2 separate regions of the Sus scrofa genome follow, and region 1 is linked to region 2. The links are chromatin contacts, called in public Hi-C maps. All regions are on one chromosome and are shown on one strand. The core of a region is the stretch at or near the end of the contact, and the rest is flanking DNA. Distances in the headings are between cores, read along the strand shown.

Region 1 (6,216 bases), core at 1,116-3,615, 390 kb after region 2:
GACAAAGCGGACTGGAGGCCGGGCGGGCGGGCGTCTCGACGCCGAGACGGGGCGCGGGAGGCGGAGGAGCGGGAGCAACGCCGGCCGTGCCTCCGCTGCAGGCTCGTGGAGGAGTTCATGCTCTTGGCCAACATGGCCGTGGCGCGCGAGATCCACCGCGCCTTCCCCGAGCGAGCGCTGCTGCGCCGCCACCCGCCGCCGCAGACCAAGATGCTCAACGACCTGATGGAGTTCTGCGAGCAGCTGGGGCTGCCCATGGACTTCAGCTCCGCGGGGGCCCTCAACGTGAGTGCCGGGAGCCCAGGGGCCAAGGGGAAGGAGGAGGAAGGCCTGGAGGGGAGGGTCCCGCAGCCTCTGCATCCCACCACCAGCCTCTGGCCCCTTCCCTCCGTTCCCTCCCCAGCCTCCGGGATGGGGGCAGGGGGCGGCTGGTGGGGAGCCCAGCCCAGAGCCAAGACCAGACCTCGGGAGGTTCCGCTGCGGGCGGGGGCCCTGTGGCCGGGGATGGGCTCCGGCCCAGAGGCTTTCAGTCGGGGCTCGGGCTTATGGGGCATCAGGGAATGTTTTTGACAGGAAGTGGTGGCAGGTGCTCCCTACCTGGGACTAAGCACCACGGGCTCAGAAGCCACCACAGGCTCTGATTCTGCAAGAGGGAAACTGCCCCCATCTGTGCTCCAAGCCTGGGGTGGCAGGGAGGTCACCAACTGGAGAGCCGGCTGACCAGGCCAGTCAGCCAGCCGGACACGGCAGGACTGACCTCAAGCCAGGGACGTGGAGGCAGGCCCAGTGTGGGACCCCCTGCACCCACCCATGGCCGTCTGAGCAGGGCTGGACCCCTCGCCTGACCTTTCCTCCCCAGAGCAGGGTCTCAGATGACGAGCGGGGGACAAGGGCCCCAGAACCTCGCCCCGAGCCTGACTGCATACCCCTTGGGCTTGCTTCTAGAAAAGTCTGACCGAAACATTTGGAGATGACAAGTACTCCCTGGCGCGCAAGGAGGTGCTCACTAACATGTGCTCGAGGCCCATGCAGGTGAGGAAGCCGCCCTCGCCCCTCCTGCTCCTGGAGCAGCCGGGGCCCCTGCGCCTCAGCCAGCCTGAGGGCAGTCTGGGGGAGCATGTCCCCAGGCCACTCCCGGGACAGATGGTCCCTGGGCTCCTGAGCCTCATCCCCTCCTCCTGCTCAGACTTGCCTGCCCCGCTGCCCCCCTGCATGGCCGCTGGGGCTCTATCTCTGGCAGCCAGCAGGCAGACACCCCAGGGCACCCCTAAGACTTCAGGGCCTGGTCCCTGAAGACTGCACCAGCTTGGACAGGGGATGAGGCCTGGTCAGCAGCCCCTGGAAAGATGGGGATCCTGGAGGGGGCGCTGAGCATCTCTCCGGAGCAGACTGTGCGGGGAGTGGTCCTTACCCCACGGGGGTTTGTGGACCCTGGGCAGAGAAACCTCCCTCTCACCAGCTGGTTGGGAGAGGAGCAGCCAGGCTGTCAGGCTGTGGGCCTGGGTCTGCAGCTGGGGGACAGGCTGGCCACCTGGGAGGCAGACAGTGGCTGGCATCTGGCAACCTGGTGCAGCCCTCCCAGCCGACCTTCAGCCTGGGGGTGGCGAGGAGGGCATCTTGGGAAGGAGCCACACCATGGCACTGCCAGGTCAGCAGGAACTGGGGATGCTGATGGGAGCGTGACAGACGGTTGCTCAGGGGCTCAGGCACCAGACAGATTCGGTCTGTCCTGAACCAGATCACCCAGCTGGTCACACCTGACTTCTTTCCTGACACCTAGTAGCTCTGCCTAGAATGGAGGTCTCAGGTCCTTCCCGCCCCGGTCTCCGATGTCTGCCCCCTATCGGGGGCTGGAAAGCGACCGCCATGAGTGGGGGCCATGCCTCTCTGGCCAGTGGGCTTGTCCCCACCTGCAGGGCCGATGGGGCCCCCGCTCCCTGCCCCCAGCTTCTGGAAGCCATCCACCTCCAAGGCTGAACCAGCCCGGCAGGGCCAAGGAGAGGACTCCTCTCGTGAGTCGCCAGAGCCTGAGAAAGGCCTGGCTTATCCCAGCCTTGCCCGCTGTGACCCCAGATCCGATGTCAGGGAGTGGCCAGAGCGTCTGTGGCGCCGGGTTCGTCTCTGTCCCGGTTCCGGGTCCCCACCCATCCCACCCTTTCCAGAGACGCCTGCAGCAGCCAGACAGGGAGCTGGGGCCCCCTGCCCTCCTCACCCCAGCTCATCTGGGGGACTGGCCGCCGCTGAGAACAAAGCCCAGATGGGGCTCGAGTGGAGGCTGTGCCCGCCTCCCTCGGCGACTTACCCCAGACGTGACCCGGGGGCCCAGCGGGAGCTGGAAGGGAAGCGGGGCTGGGGAGCCGAGCTGCCTCCTGGATTCCGGAGTAACCCGAGCCCCTGTCCATCTGGCCCAGAGAGCACACGGGAGGGCGTGAGGGTGTGGGAGTGCGAGCAAGAGGCAGGGGCGCGAGCGGGTGAACACCCGCGGTGTGACTTTGGCCCAGGAGCTGCTCCCTTGCTCCCCGGCAGCAGCGGGGCCTGGAGCCCCAGGCCTGAGGGCTCGGGGAGCCCAGGGCAGGCGGCTTCAGGGGCTGAGGCCGAACCTCTCAGGGCAGCAGCACCGCTCCTTCTCTGGGCCCCTGAGAAACACTGCAGGTGACAGGCCTGACTCCTGCCCTGCCTTCTGACTCGGATCTGAGTCTTGGGTCTCAGGACAGGCTCTCAGGTCAAGAGGCGCTGAGGCTGAGAGGCTGGCCAGCCGCTGCCTCCCATGGCTGGTGAGCTGTAGTACGAGGGGCTCAGAGGTGCCGGGGTGCGGGTGTGGCCTTCAGCCAGGCAGGGGTCAGGGCCAGAGGGCGGGAGGGCTGCCGTGGACAAAGGCTGGGCCAGGGCGGGAGGGGAAGAGCCAGGTGCCTGTTTTGCTCTGGGGGGTGGGCATCCCAGGCCTTCTGTCTCCCATTCTGGCTCCACAGTGGTGTTGGGCTTTGTGTCCAGCATGGACGAAGGGCTTCCTCTCCCCCACCCCACCCCCGGCTCCCCCCTTTCCAGAGTAGCCATTCCAACCTGGCCCTGGGAAGGAGGAAAACTAGAAACAGTTCCTTCCTCCTGGTTCTTGCCAGTAACAGCCCCTGAAACTCAGCAGTGACCCGCTGTGAGGGGGGTGGGCTGCTCCCTGGCTGGCCTCATCCGTGTGCACGCGGTCTCCCCCCACCCGGCCCCAGGGCTGGGGTGCTGGTCCGCAGGACTCCGAGGGCGGAGGCCTTCCAGCATCCTTAAGGTTTCCAGTGGGAAATACATCCCCCTGCCCCCGCGCCCCATCACCGCACTCCACTTCCGCTCCTCAGCAGAGGGGATCTGAGCAGCCCTGGGCAAGAGCCGCCCTTGCCTTCAGCAGGTCAGGGGCCCTGGCTCAGCGCAGCCTCATGGCAGCCCCGCGGGTCCCCTCGCATGGCACGGCCCCTGACCTCCTCGGGCCGACGTGGCTCAGCTGCCTGGCAGGTGGGTCCCATCCCATCCCGCCCCCCATCACGAGGCTCTGGCCCCTCTGCAGATGGCCCTGTACTTCTGCGCGGGGACACTGCGGGACCCGGCGCAGTTCCGCCACTATGCCCTCAACGTGCCACTCTACACGCACTTCACGTCGCCCATCCGCCGCTTCGCCGACGTCATGGTGCATCGCCTCCTGGCCGCCGCGCTGGGTAAGGGGGGACAGCGCCGGCCTGGGCCCAGCTCCGGGCCGCACACCCCGGAGTGGCTGCCTGGGGGCCAGAGGCCACAGGGCCATGACTGTGGGGCAGTCCCCCAGCAGGGGAGCCTGGACCCAGAACGCTCCCGCGGGGAGCACGAGCGGTGGGTGGGTTGGGGCGCGGGGGGTGTGGGGGCTGCAGGAGGCCTCATTAAAGCCCTTTGCAAAGGCCGGGGCTCAAGAGCCCTCACCGTGGCCAACCCTCCCTTCTCGGCCCAGCCCCAGAGGCCGCAAGGAGGCCTCCGCTTTCCCCGGGCCTCCCAGGCTGCACCCGGCTTGGCCCAGGGGCGCCATGCTGCCCTTCTCCTGGCCGTGGCCAATCGCACAGCGCAGGCGCCGGTGGACCCCAACCACGCTCTCTGCCCAGGCTACAGGGAGCCCCCGGATATGGAGCCCAATGTCCTGCAGAAGCGGGCCGACCACTGCAACGACCGGCGCATGGCGTCCAAGCGCGTGCAGGAGCTCAGCACCGGCCTCTTCTTCGCCATCCTGGTCAAGGTGAGGCCCCCAGCCTGGCGCCCCCTCTCCCCCCTTGGGTACCTGCTCACAGGGAGGCCTCCAGGAGCCCAGGGGCCTTCGGTAGCTGGGGTGGGCCCGGGGGGGACGGCGCCCTCCACAGTCCAGCCTTGGCTAGAGTCAGTCCTGCCCCGCAGGAGAGCGGCCCCCTGGAGTCGGAAGCCATGGTGCTGGGCGTCCTGAACCAAGCCTTCGACGTGCTCGTGCTGCGCTACGGGGTCCAGAAGCGCATCTACTGTAACGTGAGTGCGGGGGCTGCCGCCCATGGTCAGGGATGCTCTGGGCAGACAGAGGCTGGCTACAGGGCACAGGTGCCTGTCTACCCTGACCTGTATGCCTGCGCCACCAGGCTGCTGCCCCCCCACCCCCAGACACACCGAGCTGTGTCCACTTAGCACGCTCCCACCTACCTGCCCCGTTCCCACTGCCGGCTCCCCTCCAGGTCTCCCCAGCATGGGTGGGGTCTTGACCCAGGGACAGCTCTGGATAGACACAAGCAGGCAGGATGGGAGCACAGGCTGAGGTCCTGCTGTCCTTGTCCACGGTGGGGCAGTGACAGTGCACCTGTCCCCTAGCTATGGGCCATACTGGCACCACGTCTATCCCATGGGCCAGCTGCAGCTGCCCAGGGTCGGAGGTCCAGGCCAAGGGTCAGGCTTGGGCCTCTTTGCCAAGGACTCGAGTGACCAGAGAGCTGGTCCCCCCATGACCAGTGTAAGACGGCTGTGCAGGCTTTGGAAGGCTGCTTATAGGAACAGGAGCGGGAGCGGGAGCCAGGAGAATGGCCCGTGGCTGCTCTGCAAGCTGTGTCCCCTGAAAAGACGGACGAGACTAAAGCCTCCCGCAGGGGCTCCTTATTCAAGTCTTTTTCCAACTTGGTGCTTGTCTCATGCCCCCTGGGGGACCTGTTCCAGCCGACCTTGTGGTTAGTGAGCCACCACCTGGCCCCTGACCCTGGCTTTGAATTTCCCAACACGCAAAGCACTCTGGGGAGTGCGGAACCCAGCCATGATGTGGCATCAGCATGGTAATCGTGCAGTGGGGCAGAGCAGGAGAGACGGAATGGGGTCCAGCTGGGACCGTTAGGGCCCTGAAGTTCACGGAGCAGGAAGGAGTTCAGGTCCAGGTCGTCTCTGCTAACGCCCCGCCCTTGGCCTGCTAACAGACCCACGGCCCTGGGGGGCGGCAGCCCCCAGCCTCAGGTGCCCGTCCATCTCCTTCCCGTGTGGGCAGCCCCTGATGAGCCGGGACAGACCCACTGCCTGCCCCCAGCCCCCACCCCTCAGCAAAGATGGCCTGTCCAGGCCTCCCCCGTCCAAGGTCAAGCAGCCAACTGCCGGACTTCAGGGCTCCCTTGAGACCAGTTGGAGGTGGGCCAGAGCCAGGAGCTGCTTCCCAGCATGGGGACGTGGAGGCTCAGAGGTTGGGAGGCGGCGCCTGGAGACTGGGGCCTGAGACGCAGGCGCGTGCCCCGCAGGCACTGCCCCTGCGCTCCCACCACTTCCAGAAAGTGGGCAAGAAACCGGAGCTCACGCTCGTCTGGGAGCCTGAGGACCTGGAGCAGGAGCCGGTGCAGCAGGTCAGACCCGGGGGCGGAGTTGGTGTTCCTGAACGCTTGTGTCCCCGTCCCCCACCCCACCCCGTACCTGGGCTCCTGGGGGTTTCAGGTGCGGCCACCAAGGCCAGCGGCTCAGCCTCACCACTCCTTGGGTGCAGCAAAAAAAAACCCCAAAGAACCAGCCCAGACCCCTGAGGCTGGGCGCTCCTGGCCAGCAGGCATTTCCCCCAGTAGCTTGCGGCTCCTTCGCCTCCCACCAGCACCCCATGGCCTGAGGCCTGGAACAAGCTCAGCTTACAGATGGGCAGGCAGAGGCCTAGAGAGGCTGAGCCAGGGTCCCGGGGGCAGCTGGGTGGATGGTGGCCGGGCTGGGCGTGCCTGCAGCCCCTGCGGTCCCTGG
Region 2 (6,951 bases), core at 437-2,936:
GGGGCTCCACTTGGGACATGATGAGTGTGAACTTGGGACCAAAAGAGATTTGTTTCAGGTTCCTTTTCCTTGCCCTGAAGTAGTGCCACAAACACTAAGGTTGGATCCTGAAGTCGCACAGGCTGCAGAGGCGTCAGGACCCTGGACAGACCAGTTTGCCCACAGCCATGGTTTAGAGAAGGGACAAGAGCCAGAATGTTCTGGGGCAGAATGCACCTCCGTGATGCCAACAGAGGGCTATTCTCTCGACCGTGAGGGCACGGATCTTGATCCGCGTCGGTCCCATTTCAGGGACAACAGACCCAGGGAGCTGTCCTGACCACTGGGCTACTTACTGCCCAGCACCAAGATGCAGGGGCTGGCAGATAAACTTACCCTTGACCTGTGGGTCTGCCCTTCCTCCTCTGCTCCCATCAGCCCAGGATCACTCTTCAAGACCCCCCAACTGGCAAACTGGGGCCAGTGCTGCTGGCTGCCTTATGTTCCTGGGATGGGCAGGACTCCACCAAGCTGCCTGTTTCCCCAGAGGCAGCCAGGTGCGTTCATCCATGCTGAGCCGCTTCTGACCTTGCCAAAATTACCTGGCCACTTTATCCCTCAATTTCCCCCATCTGTGAAATGGAATGATAAACGGTCTTGGGACAAATGTCTGGCACACGCCCTCAGTCTTGTGCTGGAGTCGGTTGGCTCCCCTCCAAAGGTCGGCTGGGAGGCGGAATGGTCCCAAAGTCTGGGGATCAGAGGGAGACCGGCTTGCGGCACGGGGTTCAGGCTTGGTTCTGGGGGCCTTCTCGGGGGAGCTGGGTGTGCCAAGAGCGCCCGGAGGCCAGGGTTGGGTGGTACTCACCGCCGCCAGGGGTCGCCGCACTAACATCCCAGGCCGCTCATGGAGCCGATCCGGTCCAGTTTGAGGCCGAAGCAGCCCTTGGACAAACCCTTCTTGTTGCCTCCTTTGTATTTGCGCGCGTTGGGGTGCTCGTGCAGAAGGCGGGCCCACGCCGCCCGAGACTTGGTGTCCACGCGCAGGTCCCGGAGCAGTCGAGACCGGTCGCCCTTGAGGTTGGCGCCACCGCCCCCAGGAGTCTTGTCGCCCTTCTTCTGACCGCCGCCCGCAGCCTGGGGCTCGGCCACCTCCTCCCCTGGCGGAGTTCGAGGGACCTGTCCGAGGGGGAAAGAACAGGTAAGTGAAGGGACGCACGACGGCAGGGCGGGGGACTTTGTGGGGCCGCTGATGCTCCAGGGCGACACGCCCGCCGGCGCGGTTTGTCCCTTTCAAGCCCTGAGCGCTCCCCCACAGGTGCAGGATAGTTGGGCCCTGCATCCACCTGCCACGCGGCCGCCGCTGTCCCCTTCCTCAGGGAGTCCCTCGCCCTCTTCTCCTCTGCCCCCTGCCCGGCTGACCACGCTGGGGCAGCGGCTGCGCGTTTGCAGACGTTCTCCCCAGGCTTCGAAGGCGCCCCAGCTCTTACCGGCGCACATCTGGGGAGAGAGCCGCCTTCCTGGCCCCTCTGCTGCTTCTGGCGCGCCGCACCCTCCTAGACCCCCCCAGCCGTGCCACGGCCCCTCACAGTTCCGACGTCCCTGCGACAGCACCCACCTTCGGCGGCGCTCCGGGCTTGGCTTCGGAGGGCCGGAGCGAGAGGAGCGTGAGCAGCAGAGCGCAGGCCAGCAGCTGGGAGAGGTGCATGGTGCCTGTGGGGTGGAGGGGCGCAGATCGGCGGCAGAGAGGTGCACGGGGCCGGCGGGCAGACTGGCAAGCGAGCGCGGAGCAGACTGGCCGGGCTGCGGTGCGGGCGCGAGTCCCAGTGCTGCGCGGCGCCGGCTGGGTGCGCTCTGAGCCCGTGGCTCCGCTCGCGCCTTTATAATCCAACCTGCCGCTGATGTCATCCTCCCGCCCACAAGGCCGCCCGGGCCAATGGCACGCGCGCCGAAGGCCGGGAGGGGGCCGCGGGGGCTCCCCCTCTGCCCCCACCCTCTTCCCACCCCGGAGGGATCCCGCGGCTCGGCGGGCTCTCTCCCAACAGCTCTCCCAGCTGCAAAGTGGCGTGCACAAGGGAACTCCAATTGCAGGGAGCGCGCGCCCTGGCCTGCCAAGCGATGGTGCGCCCGGTGCCCTGCGCGCAAGCTTGGACCACAACACCCATGCTCTCCCTGGAGGGGATCAGTTTCCTTCTTTGCAGCTGCAAAGATAGGCTCAGAGGAATTAAGTCACTTGCTCCAAGTCACACAGCCACAAAGTTGGCACAGCCCGAAATCCACGCAGATCTGCCTTGTTGCCAAACTCTTCCCGGGGCACCTGACAGGCGCGAGGCCTGATGCTGCGGCTCCACGTTTCACCTGCTGGCCGGGACAGTAGTTCAGACGCCACCGACGCCTTGGATCGGGGAAGCAAAAGATGGGGGCCAGAGGTCCGGGAGGAAGGCGCAGAGAGAGCGAGGTTTGCCCAGGGCCGCAGGGGGGAGCGCAAGTCCTACACCGGAGAAAGCACGCTTTTCGCCTGCCGGTGTGTTTGGGAGCGAGAAGCGATAGGAGTGCTCAAGCGTGTGTGCAGTAGCATCATGTGCCCGCCGCTGAGGCTCTAAGTTCCCCCTCAGTCCGCTTCCGCCGCACAGCCGTCCCCAAAGCTGACCCAGCAGATGGCTTTGGTCTGCCCCGAGGGGTGCGCAACTGACCTTGTCTGAACCTACGCGAGGATTCGCAGCGGGAGGACGTTCCCTCCAGTGTCCGGTGCACCTGCACGGTGTGGGGAGGGAACTTAAGCCAGTCTGGAGCCCAGTCTGGCTTTGCGTTTTGGGGGCTCAGAGTGGTCCCTGTCCTAGTTGTCAGATCCTGCCCCAGTATCCCTGCTGCTCACGACTCCCTCTCCTTGCCGAGGGCTTCTCCGTCCCTGGGGTTCTTAAGACTCTTTCAGGAAAAGCCACTGAGGCAAAGAACCCTAAGAATTGGGTGAGGTGCAGTAATCTGTGATTCTGCTGCCTCTGAGCTGGAGAGCAAACAGGGAGGTGCTGGTGGACCCCAGGCGTGAAGATGACCCTGAGGGTGTGAGGCTCCTGGAGGAGCTTTTTCAGGGAAAGGAAGCTGCATGGGGCGGTGGGGGTGGGGAAGGCCACTGGACTCAAGAGGGGCCTGGAGAAGAAGGTTCCACGAGGTCAATCTTACAGCAGAGCCTGAGCCCAGAGCCTGGAGGCCAAACGCAAAACCATCTGCTTTCTTTCCCACCCTGGCATTCGGAGCCGGAAACTGTTGTGGACCACTTGCAGGTCCGTTTGTTTAGGAAATAATGTACCCCTGAGGCCTGGATGTGGGGCAGCTGGATTTCCTGAACCCCAAGAGGATCCAGAAATCAACAGGGCATCCTTTGTGAGTTGGTGAGTTGACACGCCACCTCCAGGCAGCCACCCCGATTGCCTCTCCATGGTAACCCCCTTCGAGTGGCACCACTCTTTCCTTTGAGGAGAAAGGAAGAGGAAGAAGAAGGGGAAGAAGATGGGCTCTCCAGATGGGCATTGGAAGTCCCCTCTCCTCTTTGTCTACTGGATGAAGAGAAACAGTGCCCATCTGGGCTTCTTTGAGACTCGCTTCATTTTTTTAAATTCTCTTTTTCTTTATATATATGCTTATTTTTATTTTTGAGACTCGCTTTATTTACACTGGTTTAAAGAGCCAGGCAGATTGACTCCTGAGCCAGGCTCTAGGCTGGTTTCCAGGGAGCAACAGTCCATCCTCTGAAACCCCTTATTAAGGACAGGTTGGAAGCTTCCAGCGCTCCAAGGTCACCTCTTTCTGTCTGAATATGAATATCTGTAGGCTGGTGCTTTCCTGTCTTCTGTGTCCCTTGGATGTACTTGGTGACAGCTCAGTAACCATCTAGGTCTCCGCTCTCTTTGAGCTTTGAGGCTAAATAGATAATAAACCGATTCCACCCCACCCCCACCGGAGTGTGTCTAACACCTTGGATTCTAGTTCTTCTTTTGGGACAAGGACTCTTCTGGTGATACCCCCAACTTCGGACCACTGGCCTATGGATTTGGGGCAAGTTGGATCCTGGAAGGGTTATGTGCAGTGTGAGGCTTCGCATCCCTGCTCTTGGCTGGGGCTTGGTAGGTGGATAGAGTGGGAGGGCGGCCTTGGAGGGACCTGCATGGAAGGAGGCAGTCAGCACAGCCTTGGCCTTGGCCCCTGAAGCGTTCCCCTTCCCCTTGGTTTTCTTGCCCAGGGAGCTGCAGAGAAGTCTTGGCCTCGCCCCTGGGCCTAGACCAGGGAAGCAGGTCACTTCTTTCTGCTTCTCCCTCACAAGATCTGCTCCTTCTTGCTCCGGCCTCGGGGGCCTGGCCTGGGAAAGTTGCACCCACCGAGCCTCTGAACCTGAGCTGTTTGTGGCACTTTCTCAGATGCTCAGTGGGAGAAGGAGAGAGAAAAGGCCCCTGGGCCTCTGGAACCTGGCAGTTCTGTGGGGAATCTTGTCATTTGTCGCTTATCGATCTACTGCTTTCGGAAGTATTCACTGAGCAGCAGTGCAGCTGATGGCGTTCCAGGCCCAGCAGGGAAGACCCACCCCCCCGCCCCTTCTCCCCCATCGCCAGGCCCCAGGCCACAGACACTAGCTTTGGCAGGGAGGGAGGGCAGCTCCCTCAGCTTGGGCCTGCAGGGCAGGCTTCCTGGGGAAGGAGAAGCCTGTGCGGATCCAGGGAAGGGGACCCGGGCCACAGGAGGTGAGAAGGATAAGAGGAGGGAAACCAGATGCCAACTGGAGCGACTCCCTTTGAGCAGATGGAAGAACGCATCCAGGCTTAGAGGGGAGCAGTTAGAGAATAAAGGGGGGTAGTCAGACCCAGGGAAAGAAGTGGGGAGGGGGGGTACCCTCAGGTAGGACTGCCCGGAGGAGGCAGGCTTGCTAGAGAGGCCAGTAGGTTCTGGAGGCCCGTACGTAGATGGGATAAAGAAGGGGAGGGGCTTGTCTCCAAGGGGGGGAGCCTATTGCGCTCTTGGGGGTGGGATAGGCAAGCAAGCGAGAGGGGGTGGCTTGAAAAATGAGGCTGAGGGGAGTGAGCATTTGGGGATGGGTGGGGGATGCAGGGAGGGAGTGGGAGATGTCAGAGCCAGGCTGAAGGGTGCCAAGCTCCGGGCATCAGAGAGCTGCCTGGCCGGGACCCTCTTTTCCCTCCTGGACCTCCGAAAGGTAGGGATGGGGAGAGAAAACGCTCCATTCCGGCAGGCCCCTCTGCCCTTTCTCCCCTCCTCCACCTGGGCAAGGTAAGACCCTTGTGCCACCACAGACAGGCCCTCCCGGGGGACAGTCGATGTTCAGTTCATTACCAGGACCCTGTAGAGATGAGCGTGGGCCTTGATGAGGTGAAAAAGGGGTGCATAAAGGCATTAGGAGGCCTGGGAAGGGGTGACTACAGCAGGACTGTCCAGCTCCTTCCCTGGGCAATGGGAACCCGCTCCCTGTATAACAGTGCCCCCTCCTGGCCCTGGGGAGAAACAGGCGGATTCTTCAGAGCACAGAGGAGGGGAGGGTTGCTCGCCGCCCATCTGTTTTCTCTGCAATTATTTCATCCCAGGGGCCCCCTTCCAGCTGCATAACTTCCCAGAGAGGACACTGAACAGGCGGTGAGCAGATCTCATGGAGGCCGGGCAGGGAAATTGCAGCGGGACCCTCGCCAAGTCCCATCACGGCTTGAGGCCTTTAGTTTCACCACCTGTATTTGGGGAAAAAGCCTTCCTTGGCTCCTGGACGGGGGGCAGATGAGTCAGGAGGCCCGATAAGAGGTTTCTGAGTCCCAGACAAAGGTAGGAGGAAGCAGCTGGGGCAGAAGAGGGATCTCGATGTTTCTGCACAACTCACCCTCCCCGGGTGGGAGGGCCCCGCACCCCTCGGGCTCCCCGGATCAGCTGGTGATGGGGACCCTCTGAGGACACAGAGGCCATGGCTTGACCAGGTCACCGTGAGCTTGGTACGTCTTCCAAGGATCCTGCTGCACCTGTGATGCCGGCCTTTAGGAGAGGAGCCAGCGGCCAGGGAAACATCATCCATCCTTCCTGGGCCAGAAATTCCAGAGAAGCTTAACCTCATCATGCCATGAGGTCTTTGTCTGACCCCAGGACACCCCCACCTGACGAGCCAGCTGCCCTTCTTCTCCTTTCCCAGGGGCCCTGCCAGCACCTGCTGCAGATGGCCTCCAACCCCCCCGTCCTACGCAGGCCCATGACGTCAGAGTTTATCCCTCCCCCCCACCCCCTGCTTTTTTTTTTTTTTCCCCCTCTTTTGAAAAATAAATGACATATAGGCGCTACAGACAGGCTCAGTTTCCTGGAAAGAACACTGTGCGCTACGTGGCTCTCGATAGGCAGGTGAGGGAGGGGAAACTGAAGCCTAAAGCCTGAGAAAGTGAGCAGGGTAGTGAGGGAGGGGACCTCCCAGCAGAAATCGGTTCAGATCCGACCTCAGCGGGGTGCGTGCACCAGATGTTTGCAGAGGGTGTGGATCCGCTGCCAGGCTCCGCGCCCCGGGGAACCGGGGAACCGAGCTCGTCTTGGCTGGGCTTCTAGCAAAATCCTGGTCTTTGGAATTTTTTCCAAACAGGGAGCTACTCCGTGCTGCCCGGGGGGTCCCGGCGGTGCGGAAGCCCACCTTCTTGGCGTGTCCCCCGGAAGTGGCTGCCTATTGTCTGGTCTTAGAGTCGGGGTTTCAGCTTTTGTGGGAGGCCACAGTCTTCAAGGAAGGGGGCTTCTCCCTGTGGAGAGGGGGCTCCATGTATCTTCCAGAAGCGTCTCAGCATCGCGCCTTCCCACTAAGCATCGTAGGATGGGCCTGCCAGGACCCAGGGCCACCGGGCCGCTCAAGGAGCCACATCTCTCAGTTTTCCGCGCCACGCCTCTGCAGATTTCTGCCCCAGGAGTGTGTGATCACCAATTACTTTCTGGTGAGCAGTCAATTTCTAAAATGAG

What was found. Hi-C and Micro-C count contacts between places; a contact is called where the count stands out from the background.
Region 1: a contact with region 2 is called in a Hi-C map of fetal skeletal muscle, with 3 times the contacts expected there. The contact joins the enhancer-like site here to the promoter of NPPC in region 2. A contact is called at or near these places in 4 of 5 promoter capture datasets (fetal liver, fetal skeletal muscle and liver), 26 of 47 Hi-C or Micro-C datasets (adipose tissue, alveolar macrophages, blood and 15 more) and 1 of 2 datasets of contacts at active chromatin or transcription factors (skeletal muscle).

Annotation. Positions count from the first base shown.
Region 1 is chr15:132,896,171-132,902,386 of Sscrofa11.1, forward strand. It overlaps DIS3L2 (DIS3 like 3'-5' exoribonuclease 2), which reads left to right. Exons shown (of 21, transcript NM_001195333.1): 15 at 102-285; 16 at 946-1,032; 17 at 3,548-3,695; 18 at 4,110-4,240; 19 at 4,396-4,500; 20 at 5,736-5,837. Among named protein-coding and RNA genes, the nearest start is that of ECEL1, 99 kb to the right of the region's middle. Within about 2 kb of position 2,366, at least 5 of the 83 cell types and tissues checked have an H3K27ac peak or open chromatin away from gene starts, as enhancers often do. A contact at or near this core is called in fetal skeletal muscle, where this site is marked.
Region 2 is chr15:132,507,839-132,514,789 of Sscrofa11.1, forward strand. It overlaps NPPC (natriuretic peptide C), which reads right to left and starts at 1,687. Exons shown (of 2, transcript NM_001008482.1): 1 at 1,598-1,687; 2 at 868-1,158. The coding sequence starts at 1,687. The coding sequence ends at 868.